Regions from separate parts of the Sus scrofa genome. Here region 1 is linked to region 2. The links are chromatin contacts, called in public HiChIP or PLAC-seq maps. All regions are on one chromosome and are shown on one strand. Each heading gives the region's core, a stretch centred on a gene start, on an enhancer-like site or on the middle of the called end of the contact. The rest is flanking DNA. Distances are from core to core; before and after follow the strand shown. Region 1 has its middle 13 kb from the start of GPR137B. Region 2 has its middle 21 kb from the start of EDARADD.

The links. HiChIP or PLAC-seq counts read pairs in DNA pulled down with a chosen protein or histone mark.
Region 1: a contact with region 2 is called in an H3K27ac HiChIP or PLAC-seq map of alveolar macrophages. The contact joins two enhancer-like sites. A contact is called at or near these places in 1 of 5 promoter capture datasets (fetal liver), 15 of 47 Hi-C or Micro-C datasets (blood, embryonic fibroblasts, epiblast stem cells and 8 more) and 2 of 2 datasets of contacts at active chromatin or transcription factors (alveolar macrophages and skeletal muscle).

What each region holds. Positions count from the first base shown.
Region 1 is chr14:55,193,333-55,196,229 of Sscrofa11.1, reverse strand. No RefSeq gene overlaps it. Among named protein-coding and RNA genes, the nearest start is that of GPR137B, 13 kb to the right of the region's middle. Within about 2 kb of position 1,514, at least 7 of the 83 cell types and tissues checked have an H3K27ac peak or open chromatin away from gene starts, as enhancers often do. A contact at or near this core is called in alveolar macrophages and retroperitoneal adipose tissue, where this site is marked.
Region 2 is chr14:55,010,073-55,013,029 of Sscrofa11.1, reverse strand. No RefSeq gene overlaps it. Among named protein-coding and RNA genes, the nearest start is that of EDARADD, 21 kb to the right of the region's middle. Within about 2 kb of position 1,284, at least 33 of the 83 cell types and tissues checked have an H3K27ac peak or open chromatin away from gene starts, as enhancers often do. A contact at or near this core is called in alveolar macrophages and retroperitoneal adipose tissue, where this site is marked.

The DNA of each region.
Region 1 (2,897 bases), core at 265-2,764, 180 kb before region 2:
CACCAGCCGCTGATGAAGGCATCTCTGCCCAGAAGTGGGGGCCAGTCAGCACCGACCCCAGCTCTCAGCCATGCCTGGGGTGGGATGGACACGCCCTCCTGGCCTGCTCCTTGAAGGTGTGTCTGCTGAGCTGCAGCAGCCACGGCCCTGCCTGAGAGGCTGACCCTGAGGAGATGGAGAAGATGCCTGTCTGGAGTCTCACCTTCCCCCCACCCCCCGCCCCGCCCCGTCCCTCTGTGCCGGCCCCACCTCTGCCAGCCCAGGGCTTGGACGACTCCTCCGCTCACCTTGTTGTGCTTAAGGTAATGGAGATGGTTCCAACATTTGCAGCTCAGAGGATCCTGACAAATAGTCTCTAAAGAGTAAGATCTTCACTCAGTGGTACCTGGTCCATGGCTGCTGGCTCTCTCTCCCTGCGGCCCCCATGGTTTGGGGTGTGTTCCAGAGGCCCAGGACCTCTCTCACCCCTGGGGGCCCCAGACAGTCTCCCACCAGAGCCACCACTGTCCCCAAGCCTCCCCGCCAGTGACACAGCTCAGATTCTCTACCAGAGGTTGCGCCTCCCTCTGCCTGGGCTCCCCCTGTCAGATGTCCCCATGTCTGGGGCTCCTCGAGACCCAGGTCTCTGTCATGTTGCATCAGCATCTCTGGGGACATCCGTGGTCTGTCCCTCACTCCCTGAGTTGAGTTCGGTCATGTTCACAGGTGGCAGCATCGAGATATCCTCACAGCCTCTATTGCAGCATCACGTGGGATCCCGACCCAGACCGAATCCAGAACAGCACTGTGGTTAAACCCCTCTGCAGGGCGGTCACTGAAGCAGCTTTATCGAAGTGGAACAGAGCTGGTGCCCTGGGCTTGCCACCCTCACTGAGCTGACCAGAGGGCAGTGCCTGGCTGCACATCAAAGGACAGGCGGACGTGATGGGTCATAAAGCCACCAGCTCCAAAGGCCACCGCTGGGGCCACAGAGCCCATGGAATGGGCTGTCGTGGTCTCACCCTGAGCCAGTGGGGGTGGGTCATCCCCGTGATCTCTGGGCAGCAATGCGTGTGGCTCAGGGCTAAATATGGGACTTCCCCGGCTGGCTCTGCCCTAGGTGTGCTGTGCACCTTTAGGGAAGGCCCCTAGCCTCTCTGAACCTTGCATCACTCATTAGAACAATGTTATCTGTTAATGGGGGATGGGCTTAGGAATGAATGAAATACTAGGCATGAAAGTGTTTTATTCAAACATCTTTAAAATGATTGTGGTTGTTGGTTTGCTTGTCTGGTTTTCCTTCAGTCTATTTCCATCCTTGGCCCTCCCCACCCCCACCGCCTCATGTTCTGACCTCCTGGGGATGATCCTTAACCTGCCTGCTGTCTGTGCTCATGGCCAACACACCCTGTAATAGCTGTGCTCTCCATTTAGCTGTTGGCCAAGCTTTTCTCCTGCTGTTCACACTCCTAGTTTCTGCTGGTCTCTTGAGCCTCCCTAAGTCGATACATTCACTTCTCCTTCCGTTTTAACCTCGTGACCCTCAGTCCCGGAGCTGGGGAATGACACAGCTCCCAAGTGTCTGCTCATGTCAGGGCCACCTGCAGCTGAGTCACGTTTGTTGTAACAGGGAACCAGATAAGAGGAGATGGACAGGCTAGCACAACCCCTTCACCACTGATATGAAGACAGCTCCCAGGCCACTATACCCATTGGGGAATCGTCAGCATGGGCGCCTATTGCCACTCCCAATGGCTGGGCTCTTCCAGATCCAGGGCTAAGAGCTCCTGTGCATTATTTTATTTTGGGTTCACACTAGCCCTAGGAGGGTGATCACTTAGTGTGGACAGGAAGAGCCATCCCTATCCGCAAGGCTATATCTAAATCAGTGAGACACAGGAGTTCCCATTGTGGCTCAGTAGAAACAAACCCGAATAGCATCCATGAGGACTCAGGTTTGACCCCTGATCTTAGTGGGTTAAGGATCTGCTGTTGCTGTGAGCTGCGGTGTAAGTCTCAGATGTGGCTCGGATCTGGCATTGCTATGAATGTAGTGTAGGCTGGCAGCTGCAGCTCTGATTTGACCCTTAGCCTGGGAACTTCCATATGCCACAGGTGCAGCCCTAAAAAGGCAAAAACAAACAAAAAAACCCCAAAAAACTAAATCAATGAGGCACAGCCCTTATCCACCCCAGATGGAGCCCAGACCGACCCATCCCTTGCCCCAGCAGCTGAGCACCGGGCATGCAGTGACCTGCCTCCTGCTCTGGGGCCCCATGTCTCCAGCTCGCTGCTGGGAGAGGGTTCAGGCTGCATGCCCTGAGCGGGTTGGGGGGCTCTGACTGCCCTGCCATGGGCATCACAGCTTGATTGTCGAGCTTGCAAAGCAGAAGGCTGGCAGTGCTCCTGAGGCCCAGACTTGCTGAGTCAGCACTTGTTGGTCAGGCCAAGGCTGCTGTGGCCACGGTGTGGCTTTGTGCTCTTGTTGTGGGCAAAGGGGAATAGATGTTCACCTACCCACAGGCTCCCTCAAGCTGCATCTCAGCACCTATGACTTTCCTTCTCCCCAGCTCACCTGAGCCCCTTTCCTGGGCTTTCCCCTTCCTTCCTTTTATTGGTGCTACAATGAACTGAATAGTGTCCCCCCAAATTCAAAGTGGAGGTCCTACCCCTCAGTGTGTGTGCTAGTACTTGGTGGTGGGGCCTTTGGGAGATAATCCAGTTTGTTTGTTTATTTATTTATTCATTGTCTTTTTAGGGCTGCAGGATGTGGAGGTTCCCAGGTTAGGGGCCTAATCAGAGCTGTAGCCAATGGCCTACACCAGAGCCACAGCAACGCTGGATCCTTAAGCCACTGAGGGAGGCCAGTGATGGAACCCACAACCTCATGGTTCCTAGTAGGATTTGTTAACCACTGA
Region 2 (2,957 bases), core at 35-2,534:
AATGTACCTTTTCTCTTTCTTTTTTTTTTAAAGAGAGAATTTACACCTGAGGAAAATTTTTTTTAAGTAATCAGGACATTAAAGTCAGCTTAATTAAAATAATCATAGGAATGAGGATGAATATTATATCATGAAATGAGAGCAGGCAGTTATGAAAAGAATTAACCATATGGAGGTCTCTGGTGGCCTAATGGGTGAAGGATCTGGCCTTATCTGTGCTGTGGCAAGATTACAACCATGGGCTGGGAACTTCCATGTGCTGTGAGGCATGGCCAAAAAGAAAAAAAAAAAAAAAAAAGGAATTAACCAGTGATCTTGGAGATACAAACAGCCACTGAAATAAAACTTTTCAAGATGTGGGCTCAGTAGCAGAATGGGCACTGCTAAAAACCAAACCAGAGAGCTGGAAACTAAGACCAGGAGCTCTCCCAGGACACAATACAAGGCATAAAGAGACAAAAGCTGGAGTTCCCGTCGTGGCGCAGTGGTTAACGAATCCGACTAGGAACCATGAGGTTGCGGGTTCGGTCCCTGCCCTTGCTCAGTGGGTTAAGGATCCGGCGTTGCCGTGAGCTGTGGTGTAGGTTGCAGACGCGGCTCGGATCCCGAGTTGCTGTGGCTCTGGCGTAGGCCGGTGGCTACAGCTCCGATTCGACCCCTAGCCTGGAAACCTCCATATGCCGCGGGAGCGGCCCAAGAAATAGCAACAACAACAACAACAACAGCAAAAGACAAAAAGACAAAAGGCAAAAAAAAAAAAAAAAAAAAAAAAAAGAGACAAAAGCTTTGAGTGACACGTAAAGAATTCTGAAGGACAGATCTAAAAGTTTTAGCACTGGTCCACAGACATCCCATCCATTTGGCTATCATCTTTCCTGCTCATCTTCATAACCTAAGCATCTCAAAGGTTGGGCTTTTCCCCAGTTTTGTTGGTTTGTGGCTCACAGTGGAGGTCTGGGCCCCGGCTTTCCCCCAGGGCTTCCCCTAACTAGCGCAAGTAATATTCTGAGCCTCAGACAGGCTCCCTAGGAAGTCCAGAACCCCCAGCAGCTTTAATGCAACCTGGTCCCCACCCTGCACCTCCCCAACCTACTCTTTGACACACGCTGAGTGCCAGTCTCAGGCGACGCTCCTGGACGATGAGTGACTCTAGAGGTCAGAGGACCAGTCCCTCGAGAAGTCTCCCGAGTATTGGGAAGCCGGGTAGGGAGAGAGAAGCATAGTTTTCACTTCTTGGTATCGCGGCCACGCCCCTTCGACCGACCACGCCCCTTTGAGTTGTAGAGCTACGCCCTCAGCGGCCGGCCTTGTGGGAGCTGTAGGGCTGAGCGGCCTCGCGGGAGAAGGCGGGAGGGTCGGCTGAGAAAAAACTGGGGGCTGCGCCTAAGTGAGGGGACTTTGGGTCTCCCCCGGCTTCCTGCTCCACCTCGGCCAGTGAGGCGGGGTATCCGGGGCGCCTTCCGATCCCGCCTGACGCCGCAGAAGGGCTCTCGCTCCTTGCTTAGAGGCTCTAAATACTGCATTTATTCTGCTCCGAACTTGCACAGCCCTGAGGGCCCAGGATTTGGCCTGAACTTTGCGAAAACAGAGCTTTCCTTTTTTTGATCTGTGAACAGAGGCTGCTTTCAGAAACCTGACACCCAGCACGGTCCACGTTTGCAGACACTAGGACCGAGACCTCCCTCCCTAAAGATGCCTTGTTCACACTTCTGCCCCGTGAAGCCACAACCTGTGAGCATGGAAGCAACCTGTGAACATGGATGGAAGATGCCCAGCTTTATTCAGTCTTCCTTTAGATATAATCCCTGAATGGACCCTGTTCAAATTTAGGTTGTGGTAAAATGCTCCAATCCCAAGTGACAATATTCTACTGATGTTGGCTGCTGGATTAAGAAAGAGCCCAGAAGTTTCTCCTGTGTCAGCCCAATAAATAGTTGATTTAAATCAGACTGTGGAGGAGGAAAAAACCACTTCTTTCTGCCCAACTAGGTTCTCCAGCTGGGGGCCTTGAAAATTAAACTGACATAAGGCATGAAAATGCATGGGAATTTCATAATGAAAATGAAAGGATGGCAGACAAGTGACTGAGGCTTGTATACCATCTTAGACTAAGCAAAGGAAAAAGTTTGGGACTTCTGGGAGAGTTGAGGCAAGTAAGAGGAAGTTGTGTGTGGGGGAGATGTGTGATCTATAAAGGTTGTCTTTTAATGTAAAGAGTCTCAGATGATAAGCGCTGTCTCTGGGGGTAGCTCAAAATTGAGTGCCAAGTAGGCATACGAGGGAGTGGCTAGTCTGGTACCCTTTAAGACATTGGTGAAAGACCTGGAAGGTTGTGTGGTAGCAGCACACAGAGAAGCTGTTCAGTATTAATGGCATTAAGGGTAGTGAATTTACAGAAAGCTCACATACCACATGGCTGGCCTTTCTTTTGGATTATCACAGGACCCTTCACTGTAAGTTTATAAGTTGGGTGTGATCCATTATACTGGCCCCCAACTCTGTTACTAAATATTAATGTTGAGCCTTAAACTAAGACAGTTTGACTTCAGAGCCCAAGGCTGTTACCACTCACCTACCACATATCTGGGCTGTTTCAGCTCTGCTGAAAAGAACTGTGTGACCTCAGGCCAGCTGTTCATCTCTTGGCCTCCTTTGCTCATCTGTATCTGCACACAGATATGGGAAGTTGTGGTAAAAACCATTCTGATTCTGAGACATGGGACTACCGAGCACCCACTATGGCTAAGACACTTGCTGACACAAGAGGTGTCTGCAATGTTCTGGGCAAACGGGTCAGAAAAAAAAGAATTTTCCAGCATAGTGAGGTGATGAGAAAGTAGAGTTTATTGAGATAAGGGATGCTGCTGGTGCAGTGGGACAACTTCCTGATAATCAGGGAGAGCCAACCCCTGTGTGGTATCTATTTTTATAGCCCAGGGAGAGGAGAGGTCTTGTGG